Linked DNA regions of Xenopus tropicalis: region 1 is linked to region 2. Evidence: chromatin contacts called from public Hi-C data. All regions are on one chromosome and are shown on one strand. Each heading gives the region's core, a stretch centred on a gene start, on an enhancer-like site or on the middle of the called end of the contact. The rest is flanking DNA. Distances are from core to core; before and after follow the strand shown.

What was found. A called contact is a pair of places that touch in the nucleus more often than the background predicts.
Region 1: a contact with region 2 is called in a Hi-C map of neurula embryo, with 2.9 times the contacts expected there. The contact joins the enhancer-like site here to the promoter of dyrk3 in region 2. A contact is called at or near these places in 4 of 5 Hi-C or Micro-C datasets (brain, gastrula embryo, liver and 1 more).

What each region holds. Positions count from the first base shown.
Region 1 is chr2:74,108,084-74,113,857 of UCB_Xtro_10.0, reverse strand. No RefSeq gene overlaps it. Among named protein-coding and RNA genes, the nearest start is that of mapkapk2, 40 kb to the left of the region's middle. Within about 2 kb of position 1,762, at least 1 of the 11 cell types and tissues checked has an H3K27ac peak or open chromatin away from gene starts, as enhancers often do. A contact at or near this core is called in neurula embryo, where this site is marked.
Region 2 is chr2:74,059,800-74,065,355 of UCB_Xtro_10.0, reverse strand. dyrk3 (dual specificity tyrosine-(Y)-phosphorylation regulated kinase 3) reads right to left here and starts at 1,917. Exons shown (of 3, transcript NM_001008157.1): 1 at 1,760-1,917. The coding sequence starts at 1,799.

The DNA of each region.
Region 1 (5,774 bases), core at 513-3,012, 49 kb before region 2:
CTGACCCTCCAATGATTTTTTTGCGGGGGCTGGCAAATCACTACACTTCTGCAGGCCTCCAAATGGGCACTACTAGGTGGTAGGCCCCAGTACAATCGCTTCCTTAGCTTTTTTCTATTATACCTTTCCATCCCTCTCTAGATATCATAACCCCATAGTTAATAAAAGACACTCATTTTGCCCTGGTGCGGGAACCTATAGCAACTTATAAGATGTTTGCTTTTAGACAACTGATAAGTAAATGCTACCTGCCGAGTGGTTGCTATAGGTGATCAGACCAGTAGCAAACTATGAACCTTCTATTAGATTTCCATACTAAAGGCTAATCTTGGAATGGAAATAGCTTTCCACTGGCAACAATCGGAGTCGCCAGTGCAAAGGCTTTGGCATCACTTTGGCTTTCTGAAGTCAAGTTCCTGCAGGAGAAAAATTTGCACACTTTAAAAAGCCGAAGAGACTACCGGCGACTAAATCGTGGATGACTAACTCACTCCATGGGCCATCAGCCTTAAAGTGTGTCTGGACAAAACCCTCTTGCCCGCTCTGTTCAGTCCTTTAAGAGTACCTTTATAGCAGTGATCCCCAACCAGTGGCAAGGGGGCAACATGTTGCTCACCAACCTCTTGGATGTTGCTCTTAGTGCCCCCAAACCAGGTAGTTATTTTTAAATTCCTGACTTGGGGGCAAGTTTTGGTTGAATAAAAACAAGATTTACTACCAAATAAAGCCCCCTGTAAGCTGTAAGATAGTGTGCATAGAGGCTGCCTAATAGCCAATCACAGCCCTTTTTTGGCTCCTCCATGAACTTTTATGGTGCTTGTGTTGCTCCCCAATTCTTTTTACATTTGACTGTGGCTCACGAATAAGAAAGGTTGGGGACCCCTGCTTTATAGGATAACAACACAGGGCAGTTCCATAAGAGCAAAGAGGCTAGACACTTGCTGATAGGGACATAATTTACACTAATTCATTAAGGTTACTGAAATAAATCACTCTTGCTTGATGCAATCATTTATATTTGCAGTGTCAACATTAAAAATTGCTTATATGACTGAACTGAATCCAAACTCTTAACATCATATGACTGCACAATGGAATTTTTTTGGGGGTGATGTAGCTCAAATTTATATATGCGTATTAGGGTTAGGAAAAATATGTGGCTGAATCTTTGCTATAGGATCCAGTATTCATCATCATCATCATCATCATGAAAAAATTTGGCGACCCTTGGATTATACATTTAGGTTATATATAGATATATATTTATATATAAGTTGCCGCTTGCAGCATTGCTAGTCATTCTAAATTGTCAAGACTTTCTAATTTTGTGTTAAAAGCAAATCTGTGTGGGAAGTCATTGAGGAACCTGGAAAAGGGCACAGGTGCCCTGACATGCCGACAGCAAGTGACTAATATTGAGAGTTGCTGAGAGAAGCACAGAAATAGCCTGTTTAGGTAGCAACCAGCATGGCAAACAGCAACAAGCAGCATGCAAGTGTATAATTATCCTCACTGTTCTCCCTATATTGCAGAGAGAATCCCAGTTTACCAAGCAAGTAAAACAAAGGTATTCTGACCCCCCCCCCCCCCACCCACATGTTACATTCAGTGGTATAATTACAAGTTACAGAGCACAAGAGCAACATTATTTAAGAGCATTGCACTCCCAAAGGAAGAAGATCTGTTTAAAGATCATATTGTAACAAAACATTGATCAGTGTCCCCATTGTGTTTACACTTCTCGTAGCCCTACAGCAGGTTGTGAATCTGTTGTTGACTGCTTTGCCCCCAGGGCTCCTTTGAATGGATTCCATGGTTTGCAGGCTGTGTACAGTACATTAGAAACATGATCGTCAGTCAGTGTACCATATCTGGACTATAGAAATAAATATTGTTGACATTAGTCATTCTGTAAACACTATTATGGGTTTTTTAAATGACTATTTTTATTTTTAACATGGGTAGGAAAAGGCAAGTAGTATTTACTGTATATGAAAGGACAACACAGGTCAGGATGCTGGGAATATAAACTAGAAGAGAACGGGAGTGGGTGGGTATGGAGAAAAAAATCTGCAGTACATCTCTCCATAATATGCATTGTATTTTCTAGCTAGATAATATTACATTTCCTTTAAATCTTTTGTGACTATAATTTATAACTACAGATGTAGGACCTGTTATCCATAATGTTTAGGAGCTGGGGTTTTCCAAATAAGGGATCTTTCTGTAATTTGGACCACCATAAAGTCAACTAATAAAAATATTAAATAAACCCCATAGGATTGATTTTTTGCAAATTTTTGCCAGTCCATCCATGATCTAAGATCCAATCGCATCACTGCTAATCTGCACCAACTGAAAATGTTGTTGGCAATCTGTAAAATACCATACTTTGGTGCCTATGACTACGTATCTTTTGTATACGAAACGCGTCAGGACCTTTTTGTTTTATGATCTCTACAATAAAGACAAGTTTTAGTGGACCAAGGAGTGCGTGCCATTTCTCTTCAAACTGAAATACCATACTTTACCTGAATATAAAGGACGTTTCCATATGCAGAGCTGTATTTAGGTCCTGTGCCACCCTAGGTACCAGATCTAAACACCCTTTCTACATTGCAGAAGTGACGTTACGTGCAGCTGACATTACTTCCACAGTGCACCATGGTGCAAACCCCTCACCCCCCCCCCACAAGCTCCATCACCAGATTTCCCAATTAACTCTGTGGTGAAGGCTGGGGGATTTTTCAATAAATCAAATATATAGGCACCTGAGGGCCGCACCCCAAAATCCGCCACCCTAGGCACAGGCCCTTGGGTGCTTAAACATAAATACAGCCCTGCCCATATGACGCATAAATTAACAAGAATATTTTACACTATTCTATTACAATTATTTAAACAATAGTCCCTGACATTTTTTGTGCCATTGTGTAGAACGAGTATCAGTTCATAATAGGAAATAATCCCTTGGCTTCAATGAAAGGTGTGTCACATAAAGTGGAGATTCTTTCCTCTCCACTCAGTTTAACATAATTGTCACTGTTGATACTGAGTCAGCAGGCTTGCTAAATAATAATTACTTTGTTTCCTTTACAGCATTTTTCAGACCAATATTAACCCAAAGTTGTAGATGAAAGATATATTTCTCTTATTCTAATACAACATTTTTTTTTCTTTTAATTCAATGTAAAACAAATTCTGAACCAATGTTTCAAGTAAATATTTGCATGCTGATATTCTAACCTTATAGACCTTGCATTAGGGCTATGGCACGTGGCATTTTCTGTAATCTGGTGGAAAATATTGCAGTCACAACTCCCATATCCACCTGTCAATAATTTGCATAATAATTTATGAAAGGCAGCATTTCTGAGCAGGGGTCCTACCTGTCACAGCTACTTGTGCTTCAAGTGCTACGTTTATCATGGGTTACTTTGGTAAACAGACAAGGTAGTGTTTTCCACCATTTTACAGCAGCAAGTAAAGTCCATGTGCCTTTAGCCTTAGAAGTACATGTTACATTACAGCCTGCAACTAAAACATGTCTTTTTAAATGATTTAAACATTTTCTACTGTGCATGACTTTTTTAATGTTTTTGCAGAAAGAAACATGAAAAATTGCTATTGCTACTGCAGTGGTGCAAATTTGCAGAATGTTAGCAAATGAATACCAACACAGGTAGGAATCTTAGAGCAAATGAATGTTTGCTTTATACATGGTTGACACCCAGCACTATGTACTAATTAAAGTGTTTATCCCATGGATTTGCGCAGTCATGAAATATATAAATACATATACAACAAACTAGGATAGAACCCAAATAAATGAGTTTTGGTTGATTGGTGTAGAGTAAAGATGAGCCTTCATGGTACAAGCTGCTTGTTTTGACCAATGTAATTTGTGTCAAATCAGGAAGATCCAACAGCTTCCAGCCCAATGATTGGATCATAATTGGGGCCTGTGAAACTCAACAACGGGGCATCGGAGTTCTGATACAGTACTTGCCCAATGGAATTTTTAAACCTGTTTGATTGATATTAGGCTGTTTTCTGGCCTGACCTGCCAACTTAGTCTGGAGTGTGTGGCCTGAGCTGCCAACTTAGTCTGGAGTGGGTGACCTGAGCTGCCAACTTAGTCTGGAGTGGGTGGCCTGAGCTGCCAACTTAGTCTGGAGTGGGTGAGGCCACGGCTTTTAACAACCCATGTTTGAACATCTTAACACTTTATTTCTAAAGTATGCTTGCTGAATGCCCTTGGAGTGTTTTATCAGTAGGCCCAATAAAAATCTGGCTAAACAATGACCATACACAGGCCAATTAACTTTTGTCTTGGTCAGACAACATCAGCTCTTGCATGGCCAGAATTATTCAGATAAAGCAAAGGTGCAGAGTTAAGCTTTCAGTTTGAGTCCTTAAAGGTGGCCATACACGTGGCGATCTGACGATGTTTCGTACGACCATCGGTCGCACGAAACATCGTAAGATCCGCCACACACCATTCAGGGCTGAATCGGCAGGTAAGGAGGTAGAAACAATAGGATTTCTACCTCCTTCTGCCGATTCAGCTCTGAAGGGAGAATTTTGGTCAGGCGCCTTCTATGGTGCCCGATCAAAATTTTCAAACTGGTCCGATCGGCGAGTCGTCCAATATCAGCAGCTCCCTGCGATATCGGTCGATTCGCCGACATGCCATACACGCACCGATTATCGTACGAAACGAGGTTTCGTACAATAATATTGGTGCGTGTATGGCCACCTTTAGACTGATTCGGCGGCTTATCTGCTCATGGATGGGGCCCCTTGAAGGGCCTCCCCGATTGATAGCTGACCGAAAATCACCCATGTGTCGATTGGGCAGGTTTGATTTTCCAGTTGGACCGGGACAAAATCGGCTCCTATTCCCATAGTTGTAATTCGATTGCTTGGCCTTAGTATACTGTACAATAGTATATTTAGTTTTGAGAATGACACTGAAATGCATTTTACCTGTGGTCACCGGGCCTGGAATATTAAAGGTAAAAGAAAATGAAAGTCAATTAGTACTGTATTTCCCTCTATGAATGATCCCCTTAAACCAGCTGGGCCTAAGGCTAAGTACACACAGAGTGTTGCTATCAGCCTGCATTTTTTTTTGCAGGCCAAGTGGGAATTGGCCCAGAAATGCCTGCTTTTTTGTTTTCAGGCTGATCGATCGCTGATCGATCGCTGTTCGACTACTCAAAATCATAAATGTCAGTATTGTTCTACTGAGGCACATAAGGGCTCTGGCACATGGGGAGATTAGTCGCCCGCGACAAATCTCCCTTGTCACGGGTGACTAATCTCCCCGAACTACCATCCCACCGGCGAAAATTGCGATTTGCCAAAATCGCCTGCGCAGCGTGTGCCATCCCACCGGCGACTTGGTGGGAAGGTAGTTCGGGGAGATTAGTCGCCCGTGACAAGGGAGATTTGTCGCGGGCGACTAATCTCCCCGTGTGCCAGAGCCCTAAGGGAGTGGATCCACTTGGCCGTAAAAAAAAAACTGCAGGCTGAGCGCAGTGGAGCCACTGCCCTCTGCACCTTCAGCACAGATGTTAGATTGGCTCTGTACTTTTACTTGTTCTGCTATGGATATACTTAAGTCATTATGGCTTGACCTGTATTACAGATTTGTGTGTTAAATTACCAAATAATGGATACTTATATAGACATTTGCTCAGTGACCTGCAGTGGCAGTATTAGTTTACAGGCTTTGTTGGTATTGAAAATGTGAATGTCTGTCTTTTAAA
Region 2 (5,556 bases), core at 668-3,167:
CTGTCTGCCTCAGCATGGCCCTCGGCATGTCTTTAGGGTCAGCCGGTGTGGCGTGGAGCGCTGGGGACAAGGACCACGCTGAGGCAGACAGGTAGTAGCCAGGGGTGAGGGTAAATGACCATGGGGGGGGTGTATTCGGCCTGCAGGCCGTAGTTTGAGGACCCCTGGTATAAAGTCTTACAGCCTTAATACCTTCCTTAGTGGAGATTATAGTTATTGCCTTTTCTTTGTAGGATTTAAGATACACAGTGAATATGGACCCAGACATAAAAGGAGCACTCATCAAGAGTAAAAAGAAAGTAGGCAAAATTGACGAGTGTGAGCATTAATTCTTAAATTTTGTTAGATATAGCCTAGTAGATAACTATAAATAGGAACCGGATTAGGAGAAGAGTGTTAAATAACAATGTTGCCAGGAGGTAAGAAATGTTATCTTGGATTGAATAAGATTCATCTTTTGGATTTAGATTGGACTGAATAAGGATTCATCTCCCAAAACTTAAATCTAAATAAATATCAAGCAGACTTGACATATTCTGGTGATATCATAGGCAGTTTAGACCTGCTTCTTATTGACAATAATGACACATGCTCATGAGCCATTCCACAACACACAGAAAACTGATTTTGTACCAACCAACATTAATTAAATTGTTCCTTCCCATCAAATCTCTCATCACTGACCAATTTTGATAATCCCTAACGGCAGCAAGGCCCTAAAGCATCAAAGGCAGCAATGCAAAATCAATTAAATAATTTTGCACTGTGATACTGATTCAAGCATGTGTCGCTCTGCTCTTATAGTTAAGTGGGTTAATGATAAACATGGACCTTTATGAACATAACAGGATTACTGTAATCCACCATAAAACAAAAGATTAGCAGCTTTACTGTATTTTTATTAAATCCCTTTAAACATCAGGTGGTGGAGCCAGTCAGTTGGTAGCGTGCATAAAAGCCATGACAATTCTGTAACCCACATGGTAGAGTGAGCATTGCGATCTATTAACAGTAACACAAAGCAGTATAGGCACAATAAAATATCCACACTGAATATCTATAAAATCAACTAGACACGAAGAGTCCTTATTTAAGGTCACTGGTTTTGACTAACATCCAACATATTGCAATAGCAATCAATAATTCCAGGAAACGATATAGATATGTGTGCTATAGGGATACCATCCTATGAATTAAAACACATCTAAAAAAAAATATTAAATAGTCAAACCAGTTGTTTCACCCCAAGGATATTAAAGGAAGCACCAACGACAAATATGTTAGAATATTAAGAACACCAATCAAACACCTCCTAGCAAGGTATTAAATCAATTATTTTGAAGACTAATGCTTTAGGAGCTGCCTAATTGCCCTATGTATTGTCAGTTTTGACACTGTGGTGTATTTCAGTCCTTTTATCAGCAGGGCACTTCAGCTCTGGATATTTACCATTCCAACACACAGACATGCTGATTTTCTCCTTCTCACATTACACACAAACACATATTATATATATTATATTGGTGCACTGTGACATTTAATGTGACCTCACAACTTCATTTCATCATGCCTGACAGACTGACAGTAAAGAGCACAAAAATAAGACATACATAGCCAAACTCTTTAACACCTAAACACTTATATAGGCTGATCTGAAGAGGACAGTGAGTTGCGTATGGTACAAAATGTAAGTATAAGGAACATGGTGGTTGAACACAGATCGCAGCGTTATCAAATGCACAAGCTCAGCACACTGTACCTGCTGCTATGGGGCCCTCAGGCTTCCTTGTCAGGAGCATCATGACTGCTTGCAGAAAGAATGGATGGATGAGAGCACGGTGCAATCCATCCCCGGACTGTGCTGGGGTTCATGTACTGAGTAGTGTGGAAGGCCCCGTTCGGCCGCTTCCTATCCGGACCCACGAAGAATGTACACAGACTCTGTAACTACCGGACACTGAGGCCAGGGGTTGGGCGGAGCCAATAGAGCAGGCGGGCCTTTAGCTGTAAAACGTGGGCAGAGCAGTTAGAGAATGAGTTGAAAGGAACGGGTTATGACAGGGTGGGACAATCAGGCCACAGAGGGGTTAAAGAGGGAGTCTAGAGAGATTTTTAGACGTAGTAAAGGGGATGGAACTAGTGTGGGATTGTGAATCACACAGTGACAGGAAGGGAATCCATTTTGCGAAGAAAGAAAACAAGTAATAAGAAAGGAAAGAGTTTTGTTTTTTTTCTATGCGGAATTACAGGCGCTTCTGGCTCGGATTTCAGCACAGGAAGCAGCAGAGAGAGAAGTGGATTCAGCAGTAGCCCATCCCCCTCTCCCTACAGGAGGTGCGATTCACACTATAGGATCCCATCCCCCTGAACGTCTGAGTCCTTCTCTGGACAGCAGCCCACAGAGCAGGAGGCACTGCTCCAGTACTTCCCTAGTATGTAAACAACAAGGGAGTGGTCAGAGTCGTAAGAGAAGGGCCGCGGACAGAGGGGAACCAGTCCTGTGGGAATGTGAGCAGTAGCTGCTCATAGACAGGGGTGCCACCATTATACTTCTGGACTCAATTTCTGATATGAGGAGCTTTGACTGTACTAACTGTCCCGCTCCCAGTCTTGTCAGTTACACGATGAGCAGGTAATTCACTAAGGGAGCTGATTTATTTAGTTTAGAGCCACAGCCGCTACGCTTTCCCAGCCAATTACCCTTACTTCCTCTGCGTAACTTCCGTTTTGCATGGGACGTTGGTATTTGGTTTTTGACTAGTGAGGATGGTAGGTATGTGGTAGGGCTCTTTTACTGACTACTCCTAATGGGACAGGACTGACCTCGTCCCTGCAGTGCCTTCAATCCCAACCTCCCGCGCAGCCTGCAGATCTACCCAAGCACAAAGCCACAGCATATACACAAGAGACAAGCAGTAGGATTCATAAATGTTAACTGGAGTGGACAATTCTCTCCGCAATATTGTTTAAAAGGGAAACCAAAGGAATTACCGTAATTGTTGATAAAATGTTGTAAACACAAAACTGCTAGTCTGTGGTTCACTAATAAGGCTTTGGAACACAGATCTGCGGCTCCGTTCGTTAACACATCATTGTATTGGTGGAGAGTGGGCGCCCCCTCCCGCCCCGTACCTTGTGCGTCATTTAAACGCGAATAAAATTTGAACTACAAATGCCAGCTTGCACAGTTAGGGATGTGGCACACGGGGATATTAGTCGCCCGCGACAAATCTCCCTGAAACGCCATCCCACCGGCGAGAATGTAACTCGGATAAAAACTGGGAACTACATACTCAGCGTGCACAGGCAACAATGCATATACAAATTGGAAACTACAACTCCCAGATGCACTGGAAACCCCATAGAGAAAAATTGGGAACTGTAAATCCCAGCATGCATAGTCAACACCACAGATAAAAATGTGGGAACTACAAATCAACATACTTTTTTATTATTATGTATTACTTTAATGGAAATATGGAAAGTATATGATATTGATGGGCTGTTTTAAATGGAATGTTTAATATAGATTAGTATATTATTGGCTAAACAGATTTTGCATTAGATGATTGTTTGACTTGTATGAAGTTACCCTGCAAAGCAACACATATGTGTTTCTACTGCGATTTACATATTTGCTGGCAAGAAAGCATTCAGAAGAGATTAGTCGCCACCACTAGCGGAGATTAATCAATGGGCAACTAATCTCCTTGTGTGTCATCAGCCGCTATAATTCCTGCTGCATGGTTGAAAATTTGGATTCGATACAATAATTTCTTAAGATCGCAAATATCACGAAAATGCTTACGAAAAAATCGTATTAGTCACGATAATATCGTATTGGCGATCCTAAAGTCACGAAATGTTCCGAATTTTTCGAGCAAGCGTACGAAAAAGTTGTGCCGGTGTACGAAAAAGTCGCTCAAGCATGAAAAAATCGTCGAAAATACGCTCTGAGCATTCGTGTCTTAATAAATTTTCCACTAAGTGTGTAGGTCGCTATATGAATATAACATATACTTTGGCATTATTAATACTAATAACTCTGTTTACCAGTTTGGCAGTCACTGAATAGATGATGGGAACCTGGGATTTTTTTAAATGATTTTAAATTTCTAATAGATGCACTGTATATATAAATAAAGGTGTATTTTATACTTTTCTTAGAATTTGTGTGGGTGTGCCTTATTTACTTAGTACTTAATACTGATCAGGATTTTGTCCAGAATTCACTAATTTGCTATTAATTTGCATGAAGCAAAAACACCACATCTCAAGAATAGGAATTTAATATCAGACAAACCTATGGTGGCAGGTGAGTCCATAACAAGCAAAATGCAGGTGTGGTGGTGGATCAGTGGGACCAAGATTTTAGGTAGGTTTGGAGGAGCTGTTAACTTGATGGGGACAGGGTCAGGGATAAGCAAGGGTTTGAGGCAGCCAGTTGGGGCAGAGCTCAGTGTTTAGTGGAGCAGCTACTGAGGAGACAAACAAGCAGAGTAAGGATAAAGGGACATTTTGAAATTGTCTTCAAGCCTTTTCTTTAATGGACAGTGTGACTGGGAAGAAACAGTGGGAGAATTGCTTTCGGTTGTTTGTTTTTTTTCAGAAGCATATAGACTTCTTGGTTATAAAACAGTAAGCAGTTTAGGCAAAGGATGTCAGTTGGGCAATCTCTGCCATGGGATCACAGGGACTTCAGTTTTTTGGATGCGCATAATGATGGAGCAAAAATGCTCAGCTATGTCTGGTGTGGGTCCTGCTAGCCAGGATTCCTTTCAGGTTCACACCAGCAGCTAGGAAGCTGCTAGTTCAGCTGGGGCACACAAAAAGTCTGCTGGCAGTTTAATGACAGTGTAAGTGGGGGGCAGCATGTAAGTTTAGGTATGAGTGCTTGAAATGTGGGGTATCTAACCACCCTCTTAGCTGGGGCCTCTGGGATAAAGGAGGACCCCAGTCATACTAAATGAGATGAGGGCCTGGTTGGAAAAATACCGTAACAGGGAGACAACCATATTGATTCAGGAAGGCTTTTTGTTTGACTTTCATATCCCATTTCAAAAAGGAAGGGGGGAGCAGAAATTTATGGTCAGCTCAAGATTACCCTGAGTGGTATAGGGAAAGCTTTAGAAGGAACTACAGTTGGGTAGGATGTTGTGCCCCTTTTCACATTCTCCCATTGTTAATTGTTAGTTTGTCTCCTTTGATGGTGGTGCACAAAAAAGAGATGAAAAAGCTTTACCTAATGCATCACTTGTCCACTTCGAAGGGCTCTTACAGTGGTGTGAAAAACTATTTGCCCCCTTCCTGATTTCTTATTCTTTTGCATGTTTGTCACACAAAATGTTTCTGATCATTAAACACATTTAACTATTAGTCAAAGATAACACAAGTAAACACAAAATGCAGTTTTTAAATGAGGGTTTTTATTATTTAGGGAGAAAAAAAATCCAAACCTACATGGCCCTGTGTGAAAAAGTAATTGCCCCCTGAACCTAATAACTGGTTGGGCCACCCTTAGCAGCAATAACTGCAATCAAGCCTTTGCGATAACTT